2 separate regions of the Callithrix jacchus genome follow, and region 1 is linked to region 2. A link is a contact called in public Hi-C data. All regions are on one chromosome and are shown on one strand. Each heading gives the region's core, a stretch centred on a gene start, on an enhancer-like site or on the middle of the called end of the contact. The rest is flanking DNA. Distances are from core to core; before and after follow the strand shown. Region 1 holds the start of MRPS23 (mitochondrial ribosomal protein S23). Region 2 holds the start of SRSF1 (serine and arginine rich splicing factor 1).

Evidence for each region. A called contact is a pair of places that touch in the nucleus more often than the background predicts.
Region 1: a contact with region 2 is called in a Hi-C map of skeletal muscle, with 4 times the contacts expected there. The contact joins the promoter of MRPS23 here to the promoter of SRSF1 in region 2. A contact is called at or near these places in 3 of 3 Hi-C or Micro-C datasets (induced pluripotent stem cells and skeletal muscle).

The regions. Positions count from the first base shown.
Region 1 is chr5:108,484,290-108,487,320 of calJac240_pri, forward strand. It overlaps MRPS23 (mitochondrial ribosomal protein S23), which reads left to right and starts at 1,480. Exons shown (of 5, transcript XM_008997311.5): 1 at 1,480-1,546; 2 at 2,189-2,260. The coding sequence starts at 1,503.
Region 2 is chr5:108,329,364-108,332,373 of calJac240_pri, forward strand. SRSF1 (serine and arginine rich splicing factor 1) reads left to right here and starts at 1,398. Exons shown (of 6, transcript XR_013535848.1): 1 at 1,398-1,714; 2 at 2,131-2,315; 3 at 2,681-2,853. It overlaps LOC128932145, which reads right to left. Exons shown (of 2, transcript XM_054256231.2): 2 at 571-3,010.

The DNA.
Region 1 (3,031 bases), core at 230-2,729, 160 kb after region 2:
GACAAGTTATTTAACTTCCTGAGGCCGTGCTTTCTCATCTATAATGAGGATGTTAATAGCTACCTTGTGGGAAGGTATGTGGATTCAGTAAGATAAACACACAAGAGCAGTAACTACTCATCAAACAGTCCTTCCTCCCCCTCACCAGCCTCAGAGTGGGAGGATTCTAGGATGACTTGACTTGGTTCCCAGGAGATATTGTGTGTGATTCAAAACATTCACTGGATTAAAAGTTCAAATATGAATACAAACTCTTGACAAGTCAGGCTCTGAGGCATACATAAAGAAAAAAAAAAGTCTCCCTTCCCTGCCTGCAATTTCACTTCGAGATATTCAATGTTTACACCCTTGGGTGTCCTTCTGCAGAATTTCTATCCTCAAAACACAAACATACATAGAAGTGTTTTCTTTTTCTTATGAGTTGAGATTCCATTAAACATGTTTCTCTGAAACTTCATTTATCATTTAAACATAAATCATGTACGTTAACCTAGGTAAATACATATGGATCTAGCTCATTCATTTTAATAGCTGCATAGGATTCCAAAAAAGGTATGAAAAATAATTTTCCAGACATTTCTCATCTGATGGATTTTTCTTTCCCCACTACAATGTTGCAACGATGATCCCTGCGCAAACATCCTCATGAAATGATGCTTTAATTTCTGTGGGGTTCTTTCCCCAAAATATGATTACTGGATCAAAGGTTATGCACACACAGCTTGCATTTTTTTTTTTTTTTTTTACAGCTTAACACTGAGAGATGACTTTCTCCAGATTTTTTCGTTTCCTTCTCGCCGTTTGTTTGTTCCGGACACTTTCACTTTTCGAGCTCCAAGGAGGAGCTAGCCCGCGACACCGGCCTCGGGAAACACCAGTTGCAGCCAGTATCCCAGTTAGCGTGGATGCAGGTGGCACTCCGAGGACGAGGGGCTGAGTGGGGAGCACTACACAGAGGCGGAGGCCCGAGATCTAGCCTAGCTTGACCCTGGGCAAGTGACGGCCCCTCCCTGGCCTTGGTTTTCTTCTGCGTAGTCTGTGACTCTGAACAGCATCAGGCTAAGCTTGGGCCAAGAGATGGTGACCTCAAATCTCGGCCTTTGTTGGCTTCCCCGGGACTTAGGCTGAGCCTCACCCCCGCTGTGACTCATTATTTCCCCTCCGCGCGGCCCCACCTTTTCAGAGGAGTTGGCTCAACAAGGAAAGAATGAATGAAGTAACCACCATAATGAATCCCTCCCCCAGCTCGGTCATTTACTACTTCTGTCCGGCTTTGGCTCGCTTCCGCCTTTTTGGCTCTGCTATCGAATGCTCCTGCCTTAACCTGGCAAGTAGCCTCAGAACGCTCCCGTTCGGCCTATCACTTGCTTCTGCCTGCGCTGCTCTCCTGCAGTGAAAGCGCAGTGATCCTTGGCTCGGCTAGCAACTTTTGAGCCCTTTACCTGGCGCAGCCGCTTCCGGTTCCGGTAGCAGCTAGTCACACTCTGTCTCAGGCGCTCATCATGGCAGGCAGTCGATTGGAAACCGTAGGGAGCATCTTCTCGCGGTGTGTGCTACGAGCCGCGGTGGGCTGAGGGTGCCTTTCCCAGGCTGGGGTTCTCAGCCGGTCACGCTCTTCCTTGGGGGGGACCTGAGCAGGGGGGACGCGTTCTGCAGGGTGCGGGGGCTGAGCCGGGTGAGGCCCTCTCTCATGTTCTCTCCTGGCTCGGAATAGTTGTGTCTGACGATGCCTCTCTTTGAACTTATGTGTCACGTTAAAGATTATTACAGCTGTCCCTCTTCTAGTGGAGGTCTCTAGGAAGAGAAAGGAAGGAAGAGCCTGATGGGCCTGACTAGACCGCTCTTGAATTTTTCCGTGACTGATCGTGGGTGGGACGCACAAAAGAAGATAGAGGGATTTAACCCCTGAGCGTTGTTAGTTTGGTTTGGGATGTGGGACAGACCTTCCCTGTAGGTGGGGAGCAGTCCTTCCCCCGTTCTGTGTTGCAGACCGCATGATACCTTTAATGTCCCAAGCTGTGCTAGACTGATTCAGGGGCTTTGGCAGGCTACTGCCAGTGACCGAGTTTCGTTTTGCTCCCTCCCTAAGGACTCGGGACCTGATGCGGGCTGGGGTGCTGAAGGAGAAGCCCCTGTGGTTTGACGTATATAACGCCTTTCCCCCTCTGAGAGAGCCCATCTTCCGTAGGCCCCGCTTGCGATATGGCAAAGCCAAAGCTTCCATCCAGGACATCTGGTACCACGAGGATCGGATCAGAGCGTGAGTGCAAAGCCCTATAGTATACGGGAGGCAACAGAACTTCAGAAAGGAAGGTTTCACTAGCAGTCTGGTAATTTAAATATGACATTGAGATAGGGGCTTACCCTGTGGGGAAGGCTTATCTAGCCAAATTGGGGAACAGCACTCCTTCCCCATAGTGAAACAAGTTCTGAAAAGTGGAATCTGGAGCCCAGCTACTGAGAAATCATTGCAATTATAGCTGCATGTTTCTGAGCATCTGCTTTGTGCCAGGCACTGTTCCAAGCTCTTTGTAAGCATTATCTCATTCTCTAGTAGGCCTTACTCTAACCTATAAGGTAGGTATTCTTGTTTCCATTTTATTCAAGAAGACTTCGAGGCTCAAGGAAATTAGCCAAATTCTTGTAATTATTAAAAACATAGGAGGGTGGCAGATCTGGGAATCACATCTCTGACTCCAAGCTTATGATGGTCATTGTGCCTTCTCCCCCAGTGGAGATAGGAGGAACAGTTCTATGGAGCTAGTAGTCCAGATCTTTGAAGCCACTCAGATAAAAAGATGGTTAAAAGTCTAAGAGATTTAAAAATAAAAATCACTAGGAATTTGAAGGAACATCATGTGTTCCTTCTTTTTTTTTTAGCATCCATTTTCTTGTTTTTTCTTTTTCTTAAGCTCAGTGGCAATAGTTTTTCCTTTTTTTTTTTAGTTCAGCTTTTTGTTGAACACACTGTAAAAGATGTTTAGTCAATGGCCAGGCGTGGTGGCTCACGCCTATAATCCCAGCACTTTGG
Region 2 (3,010 bases), core at 148-2,647:
CTCCTGGGTTCAGGCAATTCTCCTGCCTCAGCCTCCCGAGTAGGTAGGATTACAGGCACGTGCCACCATGCCCAGCTCATTTTTTGTATTTTTTAGTAGAGACGGGGTTTCACCATGTTGACTAGGATGGTCTCGATCTCTTGACCTCGTGATCCACCCGCCTCGGCCTCCCAAAGTGCTGGGATTACAGGCGTGAGCCACCGCGATTGGTTTTCACCATGTTGGCCAAGCTGGTCTTGAACTACTGACCTCAATGTGACCCGCCCATCAAAGTGCTGGCGTGAGCTACCACGCCCAGCCTGATTTTAATTTGAATTCATTACCTTAAAAATCCCTGGATTTAACATAAAAAATCTAGATTTTAGACGTCGGAAAAAAATGTAAAATATTATCTCCCAAGACTGCAGGCAAGTAGATCACAGTCCTGAGTAGCAACCGCGGTCTCTAGTGGTTACGGTTCTCACATCCATTTCGCTCCATTTTATTACCTGAGAGGACTGGTAGTTTCAAAACCTGGTATATCAGTAACTTTTAGGGAAAACTGCACACACGCACCCCTTCTTCCTTCTCTTTATTTGAAAGGAAACAACGGAAACAAATTTGCAAATCTTTTGCGCCAGTCCCACGGATAGGCGACTAACAAGAGATACAGAGGTGTGGGTCCCAGAGGCGGTACGGTGTTTTCACCCCTTCCGGATAGCTAGTACGACCTACCCACCGCGACTAAGCACAAGGAGTGCTGAACTAAGCTATGCAAAGTTCTGACCAGAAGGTGGAACGGTACTTAGTGAAGAGGATTTATTTAGGAATCGAAATCGGTTTTGCTAAATTAGACAAATCTCATTGTCTAAGGAGCCACGCCCTGTTCGCAGGAGGAGAGGGAAGACAAACCAACGCCCCAGCTCTCCAATGGCACCTCAGCTCTGAACTAGACGCACTCTACAAGGATGCCTGGGTTTCCGGAGCAACCGCCCGGTCCCTCCCCCTTTGGCCCCGCCCCCGAGACTCCTTCCCGCCAAAGGCCGTTATCGCCGCAGAGCATGGTGGGACAAGGCTCTAGGCTAGGTTTCACCAAGTCCTTTCAAGGCGCCGAGTTGCTTTCAGAGATCCTCATTCCTGGGGAAACTGACTGTCCTTCAAGACCCGACCTGGAAGACTAGCTCCTTTAGAGAGAGTTCTTTATTTAACTTTTACCAAACGGCCACTCTATTCGCAAACCACCCCAAGCCGGGAACGCGGGGGACTTTTTTTCCCCCTTCGTGCGGAGGGTGACGTCGCGCGTGCGTGCGCGCGCGTACGTTGAACGTAGTCTTCGCAGCGCGTGCGTGTTGGGATCGAATCGCTGTTTCCTTCCGCTTCTCTTCCTCTGTCTCCCCCCCCCCCCATATCCGTGCGCCGAACTGATAAAGGCGCCATTTTGGAGGGGCCGCGGGAGACGTGGTGCCGCTGCGGGCTTGCTCTGCCGTGCGCTAGGCTTGGTGGGAAGGCCCGTTCTCGAGTCCACGTTTTTCGTCGCCGCCATGTCGGGAGGTGGTGTGATTCGTGGCCCCGCAGGGAACAACGATTGCCGCATTTACGTGGGTAACTTACCTCCAGACATCCGAACCAAGGACATTGAGGACGTGTTCTACAAATACGGCGCTATCCGCGACATCGATCTCAAGAATCGCCGCGGGGGACCGCCCTTCGCCTTCGTTGAGTTCGAGGACCCGCGGTGAGGCGGCATGGGGCTTGCAGCCTTGAGGAAATAGGTCCGAGTGGTCGGGGAAGACTCCAAGGCCTTAATATAGAGAACGGGAAGGCGGGGGCTCTTAGAGAGGATGGGGCGAGACTGTATCGCCCATGCAGGAGTCGAGTGAGGAGCTGAGTTGGTGTGGCTTCTCTGGCGCCTCGCCTTGGACGTCCCCGGAGCCCATTCGCAGGCTGGAGCGGGAAACTGAGGCGCTGAGGGCTGGTGTAGTGGCTGGGAGCCTGGCGTGTTTCTGGGTGGGGGAGGGGTCATTCCCATTATGCGGCGCATGTGGGCTCTTCCACGTTGGGTGCGCATGTGCGGGGGGTTCGCTGGTTCCCGACTGAGCGATCTTCTCCTCCTGGTCTTTCTCATGCCTTTTACTGTCTACGATCCCGCAGGGACGCGGAAGACGCGGTGTATGGTCGCGACGGCTATGATTACGATGGATATCGTCTGCGGGTGGAGTTTCCTCGAAGCGGCCGTGGAACAGGCCGAGGAGGCGGCGGGGGTGGAGGTGGCGGAGCTCCCCGAGGTCGCTATGGCCCCCCATCCAGGCGGTCTGAAAACAGAGTGGTTGTCTCTGGTAAGTCTACCGGTTGTGTGGTTGATGTGAAGGGACGGAAACTACTTAAAAATTTTCTCTTGCGTGACCGGTTTAACAATTGCAAATTTTTCATGCTAGGTCTTAAATTGCTTTAGTTTTTGGGTGAATTTAATAAACGAGGATTGCTGCTGTGGTGATTTACCAAATTAGGTTGCGGTACTAGATACGAAGATCCGTTACAAATAATTTTGGACTCTGGATTCCAGAATCTTACCAGCTCTTTACCTGGTATCACTTAAGTACAACTATTAAGTATTTTAAAGTACTCTTTGTCCTAATGTACCTTATCAGCTTAACGTGAAATTTAAGATAATTGATACTAAGAAAAAAAATCGCTTTTTCAGGACTGCCTCCAAGTGGAAGTTGGCAGGATTTAAAGGATCACATGCGTGAAGCAGGTGATGTATGTTATGCTGATGTTTACCGAGATGGCACTGGTGTCGTGGAGTTTGTACGGAAAGAAGATATGACCTATGCAGTTCGAAAACTGGATAACACTAAGTTTAGATCCCATGAGGTAGGTTATATGCTTATTCTTTTTTTTGACCAGAATTGGATACAGTGGTCTTAACAGTGGAATTTGAAGGTAAGGATTCAGGCAAGGGTGTCCAAGTAAATTGCCAGATTTCTGGTTTTAGTTACATTGTATTCATTCAGCATGCCTGAAGCTAGGT